Linked DNA regions of Mus musculus: all the other regions are linked to region 3. Evidence: chromatin contacts called from public HiChIP or PLAC-seq and promoter capture Hi-C data. All regions are on one chromosome and are shown on one strand. The core of a region is the stretch at or near the end of the contact, and the rest is flanking DNA. Distances in the headings are between cores, read along the strand shown.

Region 1 (2,875 bases), core at 225-2,724, 2.0 Mb after region 3:
CACAGATGAACCCATGAACTTGCAGTTAACTAATTTCAACAGAGTTGCATAAAACACAGATTGCAGATAGGACATCTTCAAAACTGGTGCTGGGAAAACTGGAATTCCGCATGTAGAAGATTGAAAGGAGACTCTTATCTCTCTCCCTTTGCAAAAACCAACTCAAAATGAACTGAAGACCTTAATGTGGAAACCCACTATAGAAAACATGAAGATATTGGCATAGACAATAACTTCCTGACCAGGACTTCAGTATTTGAGGAAATAATGGTAAGGCTTGACAGAAAGGACCACACTTAATGGAGAGCCCTACCCAGAAGGAGCACACTGAACTGAGAGCCCTGCACAATTCAGGGAATACGCAACAGGGCGGATGAGATTGCTTTAGGAGCAATCAGCAGATATGCAAATTGATACAAATTGATGTAAATTGATACCACTAGTATGGAAAACACTAGAAGCTGTCTCAAAAACCGAATGATGCAACAATCAGATAATGAGCTTCAGGTGATCCTCCAGTGCTGTTGGAAGCTTTAATTTGTTGGCACGGAGGTTTGCTTTATGGATAGTGAAACAGGTAAACATGGAGGCATCTGACATTGGATTGGCACCTGTTCTGTTGACTCTCCTGAGACATCCCAGAACTCTACCCAGATCTGATATTCTTCCAAGGTGGATATTTGTCTAGCACCTCATGCTGTGACTTCTTTCTATGGCACTTGTCCCTAGAAGAAATATCCCAAAATAAAATTTCTCATCGTCATCCAAGTGACTTGGTAATGGTAAATAAAGTGATATCAGAATTTCACCAAACCAATCTTCTCTTTGTGGGCAGTGTTGCCCATAATGAGTACCTACCCACCACAATTAGTCATTTCACTACCCTATATTTTAGAACTATTCATAAGTGATTTATAAATAGCTGGCATAAAAAAGTACTTTTGGCTTAATAACGCCCTCTATTTTAGATGACACTAAATATCCTGCTATTGTAAAGAAAATAAATAACAAACTTCATATAAAATGCTAATCCTACCATTATTACTGGTTCATCCTCTGTATAGGGTTGAAACAACGAGACACGTAAGTAAAAGCCGGAGTAGTAATTACACTTTATGTTGTCCATAATTAAAACTTCCATAAAAAAAGAACATTTTCTTCTCTTAGCTCACTGCATCCCATAAGGTTTTGCTATGTCCATTTTTACATTTTGAATAATAAAAAGAAAAGCTACATGAAAATATTGTGCCCCATCAATTTCCAAGCACAATGAAGAATGACATGGCGCTTTTACTTGCCTTCTTTTCTGAACAAAGTCCAGGCCCAGAAGCACAGTACTTCCAGCCAGTCATTTGTCGTGATGGGCAGGCTGCAGAACATAGATATAGCAATCTGCCTGGCTGATTTCTGCTACCCATTGGGAATCGTGGACGCCGTCCCAGCAGGCTGGAAGCTTTGCACCCACGCACTGCATAATGCTATGATTACAGCAGGTAGGTGGCTCGGGTGGTGGAGAACTTCAGAATGTGGGAGTCCAGCATAATGGGACACGTTATTTACTGGAGTTTCTGGGACACCCACTGTAATTGTACGCTTGGTATAACGTCTGATTGTTGTGTCGTTCATACCCTCTGGAAGCTAACCCCCCATGTAAGTGATAACCCGCTGGAGCCTTTGTTCCGACTGCAATTGAAACAGGCAAAATGAATAGCAACTGATTAATTGAAGCAGGTTACATTTTTGGAAAACAAATCAAAGTGATTTGCATGAATCACAGTTTGTTACATAATACATTTTGAGGGCACAAATTACCTTTTTAGAGCCTAAGACACATATATACACAGTGGAACAAAAAGAAATATAATAAACTAGGCCATAACCACATAGTTCACATTGAATACTGGATGCCAAAGCTGATGTGAAACAAATGATTTTCCAATAAACTACTCAGGCAGGGCCATATCTGTTCTAAAACTTCAATTGGATATTATTTATAATGCCAATAATTCTTCTTGATTGTTAACCATGAGATGATGGAACAATTTGTTTTACATATTAGTCTGGGGTTGTGTATTCCCAAGTTAAGAAGCAATCTGTACTCATGTCCCAGAAGGTATAGCAAAGAAATACGAAGTCTGAGAGAAACACTTTGAGGGTGGGAAACTTTTGGAGCTGAAAGGGTAAAAATACTTCTTTCAGATTATTTGTTCTTTTCTAGTTTTGAATAAAAAGGGAACCAGTAAAATGTGTTATCAACCTAAAAATGTTTTCAGTTTTAGTATCTATAATAGATTTTATTGTTGATTTAATTTTTAAATTTTATGTGTGTGGATTTTGGGGTTGCATGCGTGTCTGTGTACCATGTGTGTGCTGGCAGAGGTCAGAAGAAGACCCTGGATTCCCTGGAGCTGAGTTACAGATGGCTGTGAATTGGCATGAGATTGCTGAGAATCAGACCAGGTTCTCAGGAAGACCAGCCAGACGCTTAACCACTGAGCCATCTCCTCAAGTTTGTTTGTTTGATTGCTTTTTATAAGACAAGATCTCATTATATAGCCCTGGTTATCCCAGTATCCCAAGGTTGGCCTTAAACTTGTGTTGCTCCTCCTACTTGTTCTTCTAGCACTCTTGGATTATATATTTACACTATCATGCCCTGCTCAACAATATATCATAGCAATGGTTTTCATTATATTTTTATAAAACCTTTTTTTTTGGATGCTGTGAATTGACTGCAGGGTCTTGGGAATTCTAAGTTACCCTAAGGTATCTTAGGTCATCCTACTCTGTGTCTGAAGTCCTCATTGTTTGCTTGTATTTATTATCTGTGTAATTCCTATTATATAAATATCAGGTCGCACAATATTACATAAGG
Region 2 (2,850 bases), core at 44-2,543, 1.8 Mb after region 3:
CGTCTAAATGATCCAAGAGATTGTCTTTGATGTCTTCACAGCACAGGGCTTTGAATATGTGCTGTAGAAGAGGAAGAAGAGTGACTGTCTCACAAATAACTGGTGTCATCTTCTTAATATTTCAGATCCCACATGTGAGGCAATTTCAAGCTCATAAAAAAATCTAATCTAAATTTTTTTCAACAAATCTCATGGAAAACATAATCAAGAACAATATTCCTATTTCATTCCCACAAACAAGATATGAGAATAAAAATTACCCCTGTGTCCAAAACTTTAAAGATGGCAATTAATTACTCCACACTAACTTAGATTTTATCGAGGTGCTCAAGGCCAAAGCAGAAGCTTACTCATTCATTCATTTACCAGCAAATGATCTAGAGTGTTCCTTTCCAACGTGTCAGTACAACAGGAAGTTACATTAAGAAGATGAGCTACATGGTACAGCCTGATGCCACCACCTCAAGAGTGAAGGGGATAAGCTTGATGCATAACTTTAAACCAGCCTTTTTTCTTTTCTTAAAAAAAAAACGGCCAGGGAAGAAGAAGGCACCCTGGGGTGCTGTGCCCCCCCCCGCCCCCCCATGGCTCAGCAGGCTTTGGGTAATGGTTGTTGCAAATGCCACCAGCAGGCTAGGCCAGGCTATGAGGATCTCTCCCACACTACATTAACTCCTGCTTGCAGTCAACAGGATTGTGCATAGACCACCCACAGCTGTAATTTATGTCATGGGGCGAGGACCAAAGGGGAGGCACAAAAGACTAAGTACTGGGTACCAATGCTGTACAAGTACAAAGACCTTTTTACACACACCATTTTATCTGGTCTCTCGCCCACCTATTTCACAGATGAAGACTGTACAGTGTCCAATATTTTTTCCCAAAGAAGCGGTGCTACCAAGTGGTTCCTGGGAATCAAACCAATGTCTATCAGTCTTACATGAGCTACTAAGACATAAACCAAGTTCAGTTCCATACAGGATGGTGGCATAAAGACTCAGGGTCACAGGCCAGCTTGTTACCACTTTGCTTATTACTGTCCTCCATCCTCAGAGAACTTGGCCAGGCTATCCTAATGGAATGCATCGCATATCTTTAGGATACAGTCAACTGTCTTAAATGAGTATTTGAGAGATCTATTTTGTTACTGAAGCAGCAGACCCCTGACTCCATTAACTTGCACAGCATCCAGGAACAGAAATTATCGACTCTATCACTGAATTGGACAAACTTACAGCTTGAAAGAGAAACTGAAATTGCTAGTTAGTGCCAGAGGGCAAAGTACCACGGAGGGCTAGAAAGCATGGTAAGAGTCAGATAGCTACCCATTGCCGAGAACCAGGACCAACTACGAGTCCCAGTCTTAGATACTGCCAGCTTCCTTCCAACTGCTCCCAGTGTGGCTTTCAGACACAATCCAAACAGAAGTGACAAAATCCAAAACCACAGGAGCAAACACTGGCTTTCAAGTGCTGTGGCAACAGGGACATTTGTTTAAGTAACCACTGTTTTAAAATTGCATACATAGTAACACCAAAATAAACAGCTTGCGATGCTGTTTATTTTGAGATACACAATAGTAATGTAAAGTGTGACATGCTCTCTAGATGGGAAGGCTAGAGCATAATTTACAGTTGTGGAGAGCCATAGGAAGACTCGACTCCATGCCAGGACTGTCTACTTCCTGATTCGATAACAGCGAAGGTCGCAACATGTTGCTTTATTGTGGCACTGAGCAGTCAAGCCACGACAGAGCCCCGCTCTGGCTGCTCACAGAGAATTATGAATCGGGTCCTGTGGAGAGCAGGGTTTGCCTGTCGCCTCTACAGAGTGCGTATTAACCACAGGTCCCAGGGAAGGGTCAAGAGCATATGACAGAGCAGAGCTTCTGCCAACCTCCATTCCCTCAGTCTTTGCCCTCAAAGGGGAGGGGTATGGAGGTGGGAGGAGTAGGGGGATGGGAGGGAGGGAGGGAGGGAGGGAGGGAGAGCGAGCGCTGAAAATACACAAAATGGTGGTAAAACAGGTAAAGCTGAGGAAGAGCAAGCAAGGCTTCCAGGTGATCCAAATAAGATGGGACCTGAGCACCCAGGTAACCACCTCACCACTCCTTTCTCCGCTGTGCCCCCTCAGTCCAGATGCTTTGGGGGCTTGAGGGGACAGTTTGGTCTCTCTCCCTCTCTTTCCTTCCTCTCTGTCCCCCTCCCAACTCTTCTCACTGTGTTCACTTGTTTCTGCTTCATGCTAGCACAGGCCCGTGGCTCTAACCACAGCATGACTGGATTCCTTGATTGCATTTTACTTTGTCACATCCAAAGTTAACCTGCTCCTTTGGCCTCACCCTCACTTGCAAGGTCATGGAAAACAAGGCAAAACAAAACAAAAGCAAGAGAGCTTTGATCTTTTCCACATGTGCTGTTCCATATCCTTGGCTTGAAACTAATGTCTGTCCTGAAATATGGCTTCTATGACCATTCTTAGCTATGATATGAACTGCAACCTGCCCACTCGCTCAGACATCATGCCCAGAAGCCCTGATCGCCAAAAAGATATTAGAGTTGGTCCTTAATTCAGGATTCTTCCACTTCTGATGTTTGACTTTGTGGCAGTATGAGAATGGAGCTCAGCTCAACAAAAATGTGGTCTGAATTTCTAACTCTTCACTGGAGCATGCGTATGATATAATCTCACTGCCACAATGAGCTAACCTCACAGTCCCTGTACCTTGAGGATAAGCAACTAACACTCTGTAGTGTGATTCTAAGCCTTGATGTTCGCAGGACAAATAGATTAGATACATTTTTTGACTTAGAATATTTTCAACTTATGATGGTCTTACAGAAATAAATA
Region 3 (2,749 bases), core at 99-2,598:
AGTATGGAATGGGAAGGCAGCTTCTCCCCAGGAAGTTGGTGGGCAAAACCTTGTAACTGCCTAAGGTCAAACTATAGGGTTTGAGTGTGGGGAACTCAAGAACTTCTCCAATCTTTTTGTATACTTCTCCTTCCACTTACTGATTCTACAGACTACCACCCTCTCTCAAAAAAACAAAAAGTCTCGCACTAAAACAACACAAGGCAACTATATGATTATAAACAACAGGCACTGGCTACCTCTAGCTCCTGTACTCAAAAGGGTCTGCGGTCAAGTAGCTATCACTAGTATTAGGATTGGATACGCACTTACTGCGAACCCTACCTTGTCAGAATCATTTGTGGCAAGTGGTGATCTCACTTCCTATTTATAAGTAAAAGGTCAGGGATTTCCACACTCCAAGCACAATCCCCCCTGTGGACTTAGAGGTTTAAATCCCATTCACCTGATCTTTTTTCCCCCATTGGCTTTTTAAACTTTTTAAAAAATACACAAAAGCTAATTTTCACGTTAAAGTGAAACATGACAAACCAATGGATGTGCCTCAATGACTATCCAGACATTATAACATGATAGGAGCTCACACAACGTTAAGCCAAGTAACTATAAAAACTGACATCGATAAAATCCAATGTTGTTTCAAGGTTGAAAGTAGCACTGTCTTTGCAAATACCTCTTTAAAAGAAAATCACAAAATACAAAATAAATTACAAGAAAGAAATAAAACACCGTAGAGAAACTTAAGAGTTCCAACTGGAGAATTATCTATGGTAACATTTACAACAGTCTTCGCCTCTTTCTTTCTTTTTTTTTTTTTTTTCTTTTTCTCTCCATGGCCCACTCTCTTGGCCTTGAACCATCCATGCATCACCTTTCCCTAGACGGAAGCTATGTGTTTGGCCTCATCTGCTGTGCAAGTAAGGAGTCTGCAGGGGTCAAGCCGAGTTCAGGGACTGTGATATCCCATGCCTAGAAAAGAAGGGCAAGGGTGAAAGCTCCACTGACTGCAGCCAGAAGATGGGGTGCAGGGGAAGAGCTGAGTGAAAGATGGGAAATAAGTGATTCGACCCCAGGAGATGGGGCGCGGGGCTCAGCTCTTTTGAGTTTACCGCTCTGACGAAGCACATGCAAGGAGCCGAGGTCGTGGCACCCTGTTCGGATCCCCAGGAACCTCGGCGGGACTTGGGCAGGCCTGACCCTCCCCGGGATTCGTTCCATCTCGCACGCAGGCTTCTGGGGTCCTCCACACTCACCCGGAGCTGGCAAACGCCGGGCAGGGACGCATCTCAGAGCCTGGGTTTCGCCAAGACGGCAGGCAAGCTCACGTCCGCAGGGTCAGCGCGGCGACTGGCTGAGTGCGCAAGCGCGGCGTTCAGGCGCGCTCTGAATGTGGTCCGTCCGGAAACATCCTCTCACGATCTTTGGGCCCTTGCTTGCTTTTTATCCACCCAGTGCTGCAATTTCCAAGGAGAGAAAAAGGAAGACTCTAAATGGATGCATGCACTTTCTGCCCTACTGTTACCGACCCTTCATTGTGGAAGTCCCAGAAAGGACTGTAAAACGCCAGCTCTTATTGGAATCCATGATTAGAGTTCAAAGCCCATTCATAATTTTTTGTAAGCTCAGGGCTGTTGGTAAAACTCTCAGTATTAGGTACATTCTAGATCACGACTGTTCTCAGCATTTCATATTTCTGTAAATACGACCAAGAGGTGAAGGCATACAGAATCAGCTTCTCTCAGGGGCCCTATCCATTGTCCTGCCAGGGGCTGGTCTTGCTGATTTCACTAGTTCTATGTATTTTGGACATTTACAATATAGAAAACTCTTTGCCCAGCATTTTGGGTCTTCTTTGATGATTTATGTAAGATGTCTTTGGACAACATGCATGTAAAATACTCGACATTATACCAAATACAAAAGCTTTGTGAAATGATAGAACCCTTATTAGGGTCCAGGAATAGCCACACAAACGACTCAGACACCAATCTCAGTAAGGAATGGATGATTTATTGAATGCACACTCCAAATACAAATCTGTGATGGGAGCAAGCATCAGAACCAGTTTTTCTATGGAATAGGTGCATTTGCAGCATTTACAACATTTGCAACATATAGGCTATCTAGACAAAGCAGAGCTGACTGACCTTTAAGCTGATAGACTAGGTCTAGAGGCCAACAACTGAACAGGGGAAATTCTGTTCTTGATAAAGGAAATCAAGGCATTAATGATGCAGGACTCAAAGTTTATCATTAGAAAATATAAGCATCGGGGGCTGGGGGGGGGTGCTCAACCAAGGCTGTGATGAGTGAAGTTAACCCAGGGGACCAATTCAAAAGGGATTCATACCAGCTCTGTTTTCTTTCTTTCTCTGTTGTTCCCTATCAAGGATGTTACTTCTAATTTTTACCAGAGTGTCCCTGATTACCCCAGAGTGATTAACTTATAAACAACCTTGCTCTCCAAGGGCCATACATAAGCCCCCTTCTTTTAAGAACAATAAATTTAGAGCCCTTTGACTCTGTAGGACTACTTCAGCTAAGGAGTCTTCTTGAATTTGTAGGAAGAAGGTGGCTGAGTGAAGCTGGGCTAAGTCTTTATCAACTTGTACTCTCAGGTATTTTTACAATGCTGGCATCCCGGGACTAGAGCTGTCCTATCATGTGCAGGAGAGCCTGCTATCCCCAGTCTTACTAGTGTGGGTATCAGAATAGGGGCACTACCTAGTTGTTGCAGGAGACCTTTGTG
Region 4 (3,139 bases), core at 430-2,929, 1.8 Mb after region 3:
GGACCCCAAGCCTTATTATCAGGCCCCATTTTACTGCCGGGAAGTCAGGCACAAAGACGAGCAGTGACTGCCCCAAAGCTCTGAGTCTGCACCCTAATTCTATCCTTGAAAAACCAGATTTCCTTCCCCATGGAATGTGACTAACAAGACAAACGCCCTCCCTTTGGCTGCTTTTCGAAAACAGAAAACCTAGTGAATGAAAAGTTGGGCTCAGATTTATACAGTTGACTGGTGTATGGTTGGAAAGATAAAGCCAGACTCTACATTTCTCCAAGTTCATCTTTTTTTTTTTTTTTTACAATATTAAAGAATTGTGCTTTCTTTTCTCCATTCAGTTTATCATACAAACTCCTAAGAGAAAAGGTGACCTTTCACCCATGTAACTGGAGCTCTTTCAGTATCAGGTCATAAAACGAGATGTTTTTAGGTTCCAAAGTAAAGATTTGTGAGAATCATCATTGTAAAAATATTCACAAAAATTTTAAAGCAACATAAATGCATGTATTGTTTTATAGCATATGGCTATTAAAGTTTAATTTAAAATGTGTATGAAAACATTGTATTTAGTACAATTCATCCCTATTTCTTCTGTTTATCATAATTTGTTTTGAAATGGAATCATTTTACAGTTTTCCATATGCCTGTTGTGCTAATAAATTCTGAAGAAGTAACTAAAGTCTCCTGTGCACTGCAAACTTAGGTTTCAACGAAACATTATGATATATTTAATATGAAGAACATAAATTTCCCTCCCAGGTTTTCCATTCTACATCAGCTCTAAGATCTAACCTGTGATAAGCATATGTGATTTCAGTCAATATCTCTGTTGACTTTGCCCCGAAGCAGATAATTAATCTTTCCCCACTGAAAGCTACTCTGAGCATTTTGGTGGAACAAAGTATAAAAGTAACTTTAACATGTTTAAAAGATTATAGGAGCAAAACATAAGTAAGTAAGTCGGGCTTCTAAATTTTAGGGTCTACTGTCAAAAACAACACAACACAACACAACACCCTCATACATGCATTTTAACTACTGACCCAGTGAGTCAGATAGAAAAATTCTCCTTGCACCAACTTTCGCCATCTTATCAAAGCGATAACTTTTCCGCGCTTTCTCTCAAACTTTAACACAGTTGAGGAGGCTGTTGGAGAGACAGACTTCCCAGTCTTCACACACATAAACCACCGTGTCCATTCTTTAATCCCACAGAGATATGATTAAAGGAACAAAAAGCTTGGGGGATCAAATCCTTCAGCAAGGGATAAGTGGGTGCAGCTACCCACAGCATGGAGGGATCAGTGGGGGTTTTTTCCCTCCCCAGAGGATCACTCTTACATGTCTTTCTCTTTCTTGACTAAAAACCCTTAATAAAACAGAACTGACTAAATAAAATGATAAAACTCCATGCTTTGTTTGCTCTGGTGGCTGTTTCCTGCTGCCTAAGCCTACATCGGTTCCTCTTCTGCCTCCTCTCCTCTCTGACCCTTCCTGTTATCCCTTTCGCCATAACTCAACTAACCCAACAGAACCAGTCAGTTTTAAATTTCAGTTGGGACCTTCGTGACCTGTTAATGAATCTACAGAGAAGAGAAAAACTCACAGTGTTGAGTTATGCCTGGTGTTGCTAGCTGACTTGGAGTCAGAAATGCTTGAAGCGTTAACGTAATTGCAAGAATGTGAAAAATGAAGCTCGGGGCTCCTGAGCCAAGTGAAAGGTCAGAGGGAGCCTCACACCGGAGAAGTTTCTGGAAGATAGCCCCACTAGGCCATTCAGTCTGCTCCTGCTTCTCCTTCTCCCGGTACCCATCCCTGCAATGTTGAGGGTGTTTTGTTTTTATAATAGATATTTCGCCCTTTGTGTTACCCTAACTTGGGGAAATTGGGGAGGACTGAATGATTGAAAGCTTTCTACATTTGACCCAGGGTCAATTGGAACCTCAGTTAAACCCCTGGACTGCAGCTCCACGATGGACTCTATGTACAAGATTCCTTCAAAATGTCCTTTAGAATGGAGCTCATTTTACAAACAGTCCAACGGATGTACCCAAACCAACATACACATAGCTCACAAGTTTTTCTGTAGCTTGGTATTTGATAGTACATCATCCACGAGTTGCAACTTGTTTAAAAGACAGATTCTAAATAGACTTCACTTACAAGTAAAAGCTACCCTAGAAAGGCCAGTTTTCTAGACTCGCTTAGAAATTCAGGAGTCCAAAATCCCTGGTCAGAAACATGGAGGCTGATAGATACTCACAGGACATCAACAACTCTCTTTTAGATGGTCTACATAACTACAGCTCAAGCTGTTAAACAGTATCTGACTTGGAAGCCTGTCTAATGCTTAAATATTGTGGCCATAAACAGAATCATAATAGAGATAAAATGGACCTAAGAGAACAGACACCATCTAATGTAAAATATTAAAAAGTAAAATCTATACACATTCCTGGACCACACTCAATCATGCATCTTCTTTTAAATGATCATTTTATCCATAGAAGGGCCAACATGTAATTGCTCTCTGTTGTAAATGGCAAAAGTCATTACAAATTGCAGAAGACTTCCTGAACACCTGCAGCTATTCTCCTTGCCTTCTGAAATTCTATTTTTTTGTTTTGTTTTGGTTTTTTTGAATTGGGATAAAAGTCACTATTTTAGCTGTCTAGAAGCAGGGACAAACAACATCTGAAGAATTTTGAAATGCATCTTCTCAAAATAAAAATCTGTATAAATCTCAGATTTTTATATTTTTACATTCTTTTGATTCATGGTTGCTTTAATTATAAAGAACTCATAGTAAATATTTGAAGCAAATATCTTGTTTGCAATATAACTCAAACTTCTGGTTAGGTAGTTAGGCCTGTCTTTTCGATATACACCGAAGTAGTGTAGATAACCACATTTGTAAGAGGATTGGCAGAACTAATCAATTATTATTGTAACGTGGGCTTAAAGATTAAATAGCTCATTTTAACTCTTTAAATAACAAGAGGAAACCTGTCTTCCTATCAAAAGTTTAGTAATACTCCCTACACCTTCCTTAGCCCCTCTTCTGTCTACACAGACTGATACCATGAAATAAATGCTGAAGTTATTATCATCATGTCTACTTTTGTACAAGGAAAATTCTTAA
Region 5 (2,965 bases), core at 91-2,590, 1.9 Mb after region 3:
CTCATTTTTTTTTAAATCCCTCGGCTATGTATGGCAAGTGTTACTTGAAGATAGTCATCGGCCTTCTCTAGATACTTCCAGGTTTTGCCGTAATGATCTGCAGAAGAGAGCTGCCATCACTTTCTCACATCCCAAGGTGTTGGCGGAACTCGGAGCGAGGGGAGAGTGCCTGTAATGCTTAATTGCCAAGGGGAGGGCGGGGTGCCACTCGGGACCCCGGGCGGGGCTTGGGGAGGTAAGGTGCAACCAAGGAGGTCTTTCTGGACGCTGGACTCTTCAGTTGGAGAATATTTGGACAAGGTATGATTGCCTCCCACCTCCCACCTCCCACCTCTTTTCCCCAATGCCTTTGGGGGAGAAGTGATACCCTTGTGTAACAATTAGCTCAGACAATAAAAATAATTGGAAAATCAGTTGGAATTTCTGAGTTTTTAATTACGTTTAATTTTGCACTAAGCCGTAAAATTACGAATGCCCCTCAATTAAACACTCTCCTCTTAAAAGCGTTTAACAACAATTATTCCTTAATCAGTCTGAATGTGAGTCACAAATGGTGCTTTTCCACATCAAAAGGACGTCCTTCCACGTTACCTTTTAGTCATAAGAGGATTAATTCCTATAATTAGAGGGATAAATATGTGCATAAATATCTCTCTCACTCTCTCCTTTACAACAACAACAACAACAACATCAACAACAACAAAACACTTTCACTGTGTAGGAGACATGGTGGGCTAGGGAAGGGGAGGTGTTGCTGATGCTGAGAGGTCGACTTTGGCCAGAGATCCTTTTGCACGCTGTGGCGGTGGGAATACTGGGCCGCGGGAGCGCATCTCACACTCAAAAACGCGCTCGGGTCCAGCGGCAGGTCCAAAGCTGGGGCCGCCAGGACCCGCTCGGAGTCCAGCCGAAGTCTTCCAGATGGCAATCCACATCCCACTTTCGCCTCTGGCCGGCGCAGCAGGACTTCATTCTGATCGGTGCCCGGGTCCCTAGGAATGGAAGTCCCTACCTTAAGCCGGAGCTCCAGCTTGACTTTTCAGGCTGCAAATAAAAATTGAGCATGACCTTTTAAAACTCCAGTGTGAATATCTCATTTACCTAATGACTTTATGTCACCTACGGAGAAGGTCAATTTCCTCTTAACCTTTCCCCTGCTGCTGCAGTAAGCATTCTTCCCTAATCAATGGTGGCTCGAATGATCAATTCCCATTTTATGATCGCTGACAAAGTCAGGCTAGAGGCGGGGTGAGACCGCGTTGTTGGCTTGGCCGGGACAGGGGCTTCGGGTACGCCCAGCTCCGCCCGGCGCCTCCGGAGGCTGCTCTCTCTCCAGCGAGTTCAGAGACCTTGGCAAACTTCCCTCCCCCACACGCAGCCGAGACTTCTGAGTTGTCACTAATCCGAACCTGAAATTCACCAGAGCCCCTTCAGTTACCAACAACGATCCCCACTGCTGCCGGGCCTCCCCCTCCTCCCTCTTCCGAGCGCTTTCATTTCCAAGTCTGCAGGCAGGATTGCCCGACTCTAAGGAGAAAGCGCGTTACTTTTATTTTTCGGAATTAAAATAATCTCCTTCTTTACTGTGATTCTCTCAGCTCCTCCGGGTTAATTTCGTGTAAACAAAGCAAGAACAAGAGCCTAAGGGCGGAGGACCCCCCAAACACACACACACACACACACACACACACACACACACACACACACACACACACCACCTTACTGTATCACATTACATAGGGTTACCCTAAATGTATTAGACACTACATTTTTTTGCTTCTATTTAAGTTATCCACGCCTTCCTCAAGTTTGAGGAAACAAGGAAGTAAATTACTAAATGAAGGCTAATTTGGGGTAAGTTTCCAGCTCTTCATCTTTGTGAGTTCAAATCTCTTCTAGGCTCTACTGCAGCAGGTGACTTTCACACACACAGGGCCTGTTTGGACTAGAGATTTATTCCTTCCTTCTTTTCTTTCTTCCCTTCTTCCTTCCTTCCTTCCTTCCTTCCTTCCTTCCTTCCTTCCTTTCTTTTCTTTCTTTCTCATTCATTCATTCATTCATTCATTCATTCATTTTTTTAATGTATTCCCTTTACATCCTAGACCACAGCTCCTCACCCTTCTCTCCTCTCAGTCCCACCCTCACAAACCTCTTCCCTTATTCCCCCCCTACTCTTCTCCTCCAAGAAAGGGAAATCCCCCATGGGTACCAACTGACTCTGGCACAGCAAGTCACAGCAGGACTAAGCACATCCTCTCTCATTGAGGCTGGCCCAATAATGTAGTTCAGCTAGGGAAAAGGGATATAAAGGCAGGCAACAGAATCAGAAACAACCCCCCCCCCCACACACACACACTCCAATTGTTAGAGTCCCCAGGTGAAGACATAACTGCATGCCTTCTACAAAAGCATAGAGGTCCTAGGTCCAACCCCTACATGCTCTTTGGTTGGTGGCTCAGTTTCTGTGAGCCCCCATTGGCCCAGTTTAGGTGACTCTGTAGGTTTTCTTGTGGTGTCTGTGAGCTCTCTGCCTCCTCAAGGCCTAGGATTGAAGTAGAGATTTCTTAGCACCAGTTCTCCACAGATACCTAAAATTCACTTCATTCTGCCCTAAGCTGATTTTCACTGACTCTAAACCCTGCAGAAGCTATTGACTGTTTTCAAACAGTTTGCAAAGTCTTGCATATCTAGGATTCAACTTCAGGAAATTCACTATTGGGGGGTGGGGGGAGATGTTCTGTGGGCAGGGTTTGGGGCAATTTCCTCTGAGGAGCCAATTCCTCAGTTCTCTACTGACCAACTAGTTACAGCAGAAACTTCAGCTCCTTCAAGTTCTATTTGGCTTAATCTATCTATGGAGACACTCTTTGAAGAGGAGTATAAATTACCCTGCTAACTCAGAGTATCTCATTGCCTGTGAGCAGATATTCTGCCAAAATTTGAGAGTATTTGAGACAATCAAATG
Region 6 (2,863 bases), core at 158-2,657, 1.8 Mb after region 3:
AACTTGTTCTAGGTGTTGCCTTACTAATTAGTCAGGATGAGCCCGAGGAAGAAAATCTGGGTCATGTTAAATTAATTGGAATGAGCATGAAAATTAGCAGAGCAAACTGCACCAATTTTCTATAGAGAGTCTTTCTTCATGTTGAGAATAAAAATGGATATTACGAGGCATTAACCAAACTGCCTTCTGTGGCTGCCAAGAGGTGTGTTACAGTAGCCCAAAATATCATGCTCGCAGATTTTCAGAAGTTAATGAGACATTTCCAGGAACGGCAAATACATGGTGTTAAAATGGGTGTGCCTCGGATGGGGAGCCGCCAAGCCGTTTCATGTTTATTCAGGCATAACAAGCTCTTCAAAATGAGCATAATTTAAGAGGTGAATAGTGCAGAGAGGGCTAACATTCAACTAATTTTCCTTCAGAAAGAAAAGATTAAATTGGACAAAAAAAAAATGAATTAAGAGGTTTAGAAATCAACAAGTCAGCCACCAGGATGGCAGGCTGGGCTCAGCCAGACTGGGCAGCCCCTGCAAGGAAGAAGTTTTTCGAAACATGTTCCCCAAGGCAGGGAACAAAGAGAGCAGGACTGATTACAGGCCCTCTCCCCGCCTTGCCGTCTCAACTCTGTTTGCCTCCTTAATGAGCTCACTAAAAACCTAATTCACCCCCCATAACCTTCCTCAGCCCTCCTTGCAATCCACCATTATGGAAATCATAGATGCAACAACATTTCCAGGCTAGGGTGCACCCTGTGTGTCCCGACCCCAAGGCACAATGGGGTTGGAGGTCCGGTCCCAAGCAGTTCCGAAGGCAGCTTCCAGAATAGAGAGGCCCAGCTAGGTTAAGGCTCTTTCTCAGGGTGACAATGATTTCCACCTTCACACCCTCCCGCCCCTGAATGTGGGAACTTCCTGGGTTCCACAGTACATAAAATACAAGCTGTAGTGCAGGAGAGGAGAAATGAGTTGTACTAATGACAAATCGCTGAAACAGGATAATGTGAATTCCCAGCCTGTTCAGGAGCAAAGTCCCCGGGTTCCTCATTACATAGACTGAAATCCTCGCGGCACCTAGCCTGTAACTGGAAGATTACTGAATTGATGGATCCTTAGTTTAAAATGCAGCTGTTTTATTCTGCTTTAGTAATTAATTCTTTTTCCAATACCCTATTGATTAAGCGTAGACCCTGATAAAGTTCAAACTGAGAAGGATCTCTCGTGGCATTCTTAGTTGCTCAGGAGAGTCAATGAAAACTTCCTACCATCCCACCTGCCTCCTCAGAGTGCTGATCCAATGAACAGAACAGTTTTTTTCTCATAAATTAGTCAGGCCATGTGGAGCCGTATTAGCTGATGGTTGCTTTTGTCTCTCCAGTTGCTGACTCGCTTTTCAGCCCTGCCGGCCTTTGTGCTGTCACAGACAAAGTCGGAGAGCAGCTGCCGTTCTGAACCCAAACCGAGGTAAAGAACGGTCTCTACAAACTACATTTCCCCCATTTTATACAGATGCAATCCCCTGAGCTGCACGGGGCTCCATGGGGCCTCCTGGGACCCAACTAGCGGAGAAATGAGTACTAGAGCAATGCAGACACATTGTGGAACAGGAAAAAAAATAATAAAGTAACCTATTTTCTTCAAGGCTTTGCCGGTCTGGTTTTTTTTTCCTTTCCCTTACCTCCTCCTCCCTTACCCCCACCTTCCAACACCTCACAGAATCCAGACTGCCCTCTGCACAGTGATGATAAGCTTCCTACTTGGTTCTCATAGAGGGTATCAAGCAATGACACAAGACAGGGTAGGGTAAAAGAGTGACCAAGGGGCCAAGCAAAGCATGTGTCCTGTGCTAGTGAGGTGGCATCGGAGTTCCAGAATGCCTATTAAGCACACAGGCGTGGAGTGTAACCATATATAAATGGCCATTATAAACACAATGGTATTTAGTAATAGGAGGAGTCACCAAGGGTGCTCCCTCTCAAAGGGTCACATGTTCCAGGATCAATGCTGGTGACTAAAACAAGCAGAGAAACAGGGGGTTTCTCAGGTTTCAGCCCTGCACAATGGAGTTTTGTTTCCGCCAAGACCATCGCTACTGGGAATGCTTTTAGAGCAATGGACTCATTTTCTTGCCCCACCCCCACCTCCACAGACCCACCTAAGGCCACCAAATCCTTTGCGCAAGCTTAATGCCCTGCAGGAAAACAGCTCAAAGACACAGGTCTCATCCACGAGCTGGTGGGGAAGCAGAAGCGAGCTTCCTCTCTCATAACAGACATTTGCAAGACAGCCCGTTTGTTTCCTGTAAGTTCTGTATCAGACAGTGGGGGTAAGGGAAAGAGCTGGAATAATTTTAGGAAATTCCCTTACATTTCTAGCATCTGATTCTGAATTCAAAGCGAACGCCAAGCTTTCCGTGAGCTCTGAGCAGCTGGACTGTTTTCCACGTTCCCTCCCGGGCCAGGGTTCAGTGCACTTTCCCACCTTCACAGCATTCCTTCCTAGGTCAAAAGGTCACATCGCACAGAGTCCCCAGCAGACAGTGGGTTGTCAAAAGGTTGCATCATGTGATCTGGGCAGTCTCTCCTAACAAAGCTCTTTCCTCACTGGGAAACAAACTTTGCACGTCTAAGTAATTTCTGTGTGTGAGCCCTGCTTTCCCTTCCCGTCCCCCATGGCCTCTTCAGTTTCAAACAGACGCAGGCAGCAGCAAGCCTCGAATTCAAAGCTGAGTTTCCACAGATTGTTTGACTCAGGATCTCTCTACTTTTCCTGGGTTATATGGTAAAGCATGATAGCCTGCCAGTAGAGGCAACTGGCTTCTTGCATTCCAAAAGAAAACCAGAGGAGTCCCCCTGCCAGGGAAATTC
Region 7 (3,216 bases), core at 143-2,642, 1.7 Mb after region 3:
AAAAAAAAAAAAGGAAAGGGAAGGGAAGGGAAGGGAAGGAAAGGAAAGGAAAGGAAAGGAAAGGAAAGGAAAGGAAAGGAAAGAAAAGAAAAGAAAAGAAAAGAAAAGAAAAGAAAAAAGTCCTGCTGAGCTGGAGGTCTTTAAAACAAAAACATGCCTATAAGCTGTAATTATTGTTATGCAATGGCCATATTCTTAAGAAATATGTCACAACTATGTTTTTTGACTCAGAAAGAAAACGTGCTATCCACACAATATAAGATGTGGACTCACTCACCTGCCAGGGTGACAAGAGGTTTCTGCAACTGTCCCCATTGTATTGTAAACCAAGGAGGAAGCAGTGATGGTCCAGCACTGTGCCAACAGCCTGCTGTTTCCAAGTTCTGAATTACTTTTTCTCCCTAATAGCATCATCCTAACCTAATGGTTTTCTTTTTTTATCTTCTCACTATATATGTTCATTCTGCTAGGAAAACATGACTTAATCAATGTGTGGGTTTGATTCGAGGCTACAGAATGCAGGCTTCTAAATAACTACTTTATGGCCACCATATATCCTCAAAGGAAAGGCAGCTCTGTCCCCACCTCCCATAATCCAAGCTGTGGTATGCTCTCCAATCATGTACTCTGAGCCCAGTGGACATATCTTCAAATGCATTAACCCAGTAGTGGTCATACACACACTCATAGATCAGCACTAGAGAAGAAATTCTTTTGCATGTCCCAGAAGCATGTGACTACAGATCATGTGCTCCAGAGAGAAAGAAGAAAGCACAAACAAACCTGGGAGCCAGTGTCTTCCACCACATTAGCTCAGGTTTCCCCAGCCCCAGAGAAATCCCATCCCAAATCCACTCCCACACAGGCTGGCTGGCTACTTTTCCTTTTTTTTTTTTTTCCTCTTTCACTTGGACAAAGCACAAAAACAGCCATTTGAAATAGCCGACTGCACCGTGCAACTCCCCTCTGCACAGGTTTGGCTGGAGCATGTGTGGGAACAGGAGATGCAGAGAATTCAGTGCAGCACAAGGAAGGAGAGAAAAAAAACAACCTTTCTCTCCTCTTCAATTACTCAGAACTAGGGAAAGGAACATCTCTTCAAAGGAACACATGCTACACAAGACTTGCCCTTTAAATCCTTTCGAGGGTTCTGTGACCTGTGACAGTATCTGCAGTATCAGCAGGAGAAAGCCCTTTCCAGAACAAATGCCCATGTTTTATGTGTACTGTATTTGCTAATCATTACTTCATAAGCAAGAGTGGATATACAGTGGGGCTATAAATAATGGCGGGAATGTAAAAGTGAATTGATCTGTCTGGCTATCTAGTAATACTCCTGGCACAAGACCAGTCTTGAATGGCTGCCAACTACCACAGAGCCAGCCAGTGATTTGTCTGGGGGTCCTGCCCTGTCAGGCAGAAAACAGTCTTAAAGCTGAACTGCCATCACTGTTCTTAAAGCTGAACTGCCATCACTGTCCTCATGCTGGGAACCATGGCCCTGAGAACCATGGCGCGTTTCAACTCCTAAAATCACTTAAGAAATCAACAGTAGAGAAAGCGAAGGTCTTGCTGTCTAGCAGGACTGAACCAAGCCTAAAGATTAAGAAAACACTTTAATAGTACTCATCAAACCAAGTGATAAGGGAAGCTGGGTGAACTGGAGCATTGCCGTAGAGCTTAGGACACTCGTGTAGTCAGCCTTGCTAATGCATGATCCCCCAACGGTCCACACTTGAACTTGTCCAGTCATGGGCCCAGGCCATGAAGCTACTGGGCCCATCCTGTGGAAGAAGGATATATATGGTCCTGGATACTTCAGCATCAAAGCCCAGACACAACCTCAACTAGATGAGGGTCTCCATCGAAGAATGGTATGCCTCAACAGCATGTCTGACAACCCGAATTTGTTTTGTTTTGTTTTGTTTTGTTTTAATTCTGGGAATTGAACCCAGGACCTTCTACATGTGAGTCAAGTGTTCTACCACTGACCTGCATCCCCCTACCCTCTGCTTACATTTTATTTTGATCTAGAGCCTCACTAAGTTGCCCAGACTCGTCTGTAGCCCGGTCTGGCCTGGAACTTATGGTCCTCTTGCCTTGGTTTCTCTTGTGTATCTAGGATTTGAGGCCTGTGTTATAACACCAAGTTCAGACCCTATTCTTAAAATCTCCTCTGCAGATGGAGATATAATTCTGGGTTGGTCACCCTGTTGGATTTCCTCCCAGACTCCTTCACCCCTGTTCCTCCCTGGAGTATGTGAGTGTGTTCCTAGGACTGGGTGACAATAACTACTTTCTCCTCTTTGTAGACACAGAAAAGTATAGGCAATAATGCTCACCTCAGGATGCCTTGCAGGGATGTAACAACATGCTGCCTCCCAAATCCTTTGTAAGGGCAGCCAGGGCTCAATAAATAAATAAATAAATAAATAAATAAATAAATAAATAACAGGAGAAAAGGAAAGGAATAGAAAAATATAAAGGAATGTGTGTGTGTGAGAGAGAGAGAGAGAGAGAGAGAGAGAGAGAGAGAGAGAGAGAGAGGAGAAGAGAAGGCTCTATCAAATGATAAGCTCAATTCCTGCCATGCCAGAGGCACTTGATTCATGGGCCTCTAGCCCATCAGGGCTCTGCCTGAGTGTTTATTACACACGTGCAACGTCCTTAGGAAGACATAAAGTAACAGAGGAGGCTGACTGGAGAGAGGGGTGCATCCTGTGAATCAGAAGTTGCTAATTATTTAAGGATTGGCAAGTGGAATTTCCCCCCAATGATGCAGGTTTATAGCTCAGAGACCAGAAAGGAAGGATGAGGCAGCTACTTTGGTTAGATTTTTTTTTCCAAAAAAATTTTTTTTATTGAATTTCATAAATATCAACCAAATTCAAACAAAACTGATTTAGATTTCACCTCATCACTTAAAATATATTTTGCCGAGTGCAGTCTGTGCAGTAATCCGCTGCTATACTTTAATTTGGTTTTAATTTTATAGGCCCTGTTTTAACTGCATATTTCTAGACCTTTATTTCTCTCACAGCTCTTAGCAAAATGGTAGCTCATAAACACAAGCTCTGCTGTATAGACTTTGCATTTCATCCCAAAGTATTTCCTTTTTTATAGCCATGGTCTTTCCATCCTAGAGCTAGGAGTCTGAGTCACAAATCTCCCTGCTATTCCAGTGTGTGACACCTTCCCTCGTTTGCCGCTGCTCAT

Evidence for each region. Promoter capture Hi-C pulls out the DNA fragments that hold promoters and counts their contacts. HiChIP or PLAC-seq counts read pairs in DNA pulled down with a chosen protein or histone mark.
Region 1: a contact with region 3 is called in a promoter capture Hi-C map of hippocampal neurons, with 4 times the contacts expected there. The contact joins the enhancer-like site here to the promoter of Zfp770 in region 3. A contact is called at or near these places in 8 of 39 promoter capture datasets (the 3T3-L1 cell line, cranial neural crest, hippocampal neurons and 4 more) and 1 of 115 datasets of contacts at active chromatin or transcription factors (embryonic forebrain).
Region 2: a promoter capture Hi-C map of liver shows a contact between it and region 3, with 5 times the contacts expected there. The contact joins the enhancer-like site here to the promoter of Zfp770 in region 3. A contact is called at or near these places in 7 of 39 promoter capture datasets (the 3T3-L1 cell line, cranial neural crest, embryonic stem cells and 2 more) and 2 of 115 datasets of contacts at active chromatin or transcription factors (astrocytes and stem cell-derived neural progenitor cells).
Region 4: a contact with region 3 is called in a promoter capture Hi-C map of pre-B cells, with 6 times the contacts expected there. The contact joins the enhancer-like site here to the promoter of Zfp770 in region 3. A contact is called at or near these places in 5 of 39 promoter capture datasets (cranial neural crest, embryonic stem cells, hippocampal neurons and 2 more) and 1 of 115 datasets of contacts at active chromatin or transcription factors (astrocytes).
Region 5: an H3K27ac HiChIP or PLAC-seq map of embryonic stem cells shows a contact between it and region 3, with 20 times the contacts expected there. The contact joins the promoter of 2810405F15Rik here to the promoter of Zfp770 in region 3. A contact is called at or near these places in 9 of 39 promoter capture datasets (the 3T3-L1 cell line, cranial neural crest, embryonic stem cells and 4 more), 2 of 484 Hi-C or Micro-C datasets (neural progenitor cells and neural stem cells), 9 of 115 datasets of contacts at active chromatin or transcription factors (acute myeloid leukemia, astrocytes, embryonic midbrain and 5 more) and 3 of 9 other capture datasets (adipose tissue, embryonic stem cells and macrophages).
Region 6: a contact with region 3 is called in a promoter capture Hi-C map of embryonic stem cells. The contact joins the enhancer-like site here to the promoter of Zfp770 in region 3. A contact is called at or near these places in 9 of 39 promoter capture datasets (the 3T3-L1 cell line, 3T3-L1-derived adipocytes, cranial neural crest and 3 more) and 2 of 115 datasets of contacts at active chromatin or transcription factors (both in embryonic stem cells).
Region 7: a contact with region 3 is called in a promoter capture Hi-C map of liver, with 5 times the contacts expected there. The contact joins the enhancer-like site here to the promoter of Zfp770 in region 3. A contact is called at or near these places in 13 of 39 promoter capture datasets (the 3T3-L1 cell line, 3T3-L1-derived adipocytes, the HPC-7 cell line and 7 more), 2 of 115 datasets of contacts at active chromatin or transcription factors (embryonic stem cells and stem cell-derived neural progenitor cells) and 1 of 9 other capture datasets (adipose tissue).

Annotation. Positions count from the first base shown.
Region 1 is chr2:116,180,612-116,183,486 of GRCm38.p6, forward strand. No RefSeq gene overlaps it. Among named protein-coding and RNA genes, the nearest start is that of 2810405F15Rik, 110 kb to the left of the region's middle. Within about 2 kb of position 1,475, at least 11 of the 459 cell types and tissues checked have an H3K27ac peak or open chromatin away from gene starts, as enhancers often do. A contact at or near this core is called in hippocampal neurons, where this site is marked.
Region 2 is chr2:115,983,363-115,986,212 of GRCm38.p6, forward strand. All of the region lies in intron 8 of Meis2 (Meis homeobox 2), which reads right to left. Among named protein-coding and RNA genes, the nearest start is that of Meis2, 80 kb to the right of the region's middle. Within about 2 kb of position 1,294, at least 17 of the 459 cell types and tissues checked have an H3K27ac peak or open chromatin away from gene starts, as enhancers often do. A contact at or near this core is called in liver, where this site is marked.
Region 3 is chr2:114,200,084-114,202,832 of GRCm38.p6, forward strand. Zfp770 (zinc finger protein 770) reads right to left here and starts at 1,349. Exons shown (of 2, transcript NM_175466.4): 1 at 1,254-1,349.
Region 4 is chr2:116,045,937-116,049,075 of GRCm38.p6, forward strand. The region is part of intron 7 of Meis2 (Meis homeobox 2); the gene reads right to left. Among named protein-coding and RNA genes, the nearest start is that of Meis2, 18 kb to the right of the region's middle. Within about 2 kb of position 1,680, at least 19 of the 459 cell types and tissues checked have an H3K27ac peak or open chromatin away from gene starts, as enhancers often do.
Region 5 is chr2:116,074,756-116,077,720 of GRCm38.p6, forward strand. It overlaps 2810405F15Rik (RIKEN cDNA 2810405F15 gene), which reads right to left and starts at 1,341. Exons shown (of 1, transcript NR_033447.1): 1 at 1-1,341. The region is part of intron 2 of G630016G05Rik (RIKEN cDNA G630016G05 gene); the gene reads left to right.
Region 6 is chr2:116,018,739-116,021,601 of GRCm38.p6, forward strand. The region is part of intron 7 of Meis2 (Meis homeobox 2); the gene reads right to left. Among named protein-coding and RNA genes, the nearest start is that of Meis2, 45 kb to the right of the region's middle. Within about 2 kb of position 1,408, at least 83 of the 459 cell types and tissues checked have an H3K27ac peak or open chromatin away from gene starts, as enhancers often do. A contact at or near this core is called in embryonic stem cells and liver, where this site is marked.
Region 7 is chr2:115,894,564-115,897,779 of GRCm38.p6, forward strand. The region is part of intron 9 of Meis2 (Meis homeobox 2); the gene reads right to left. Among named protein-coding and RNA genes, the nearest start is that of Gm31590, 89 kb to the left of the region's middle. Within about 2 kb of position 1,393, at least 17 of the 459 cell types and tissues checked have an H3K27ac peak or open chromatin away from gene starts, as enhancers often do. A contact at or near this core is called in stem cell-derived neural progenitor cells, where this site is marked.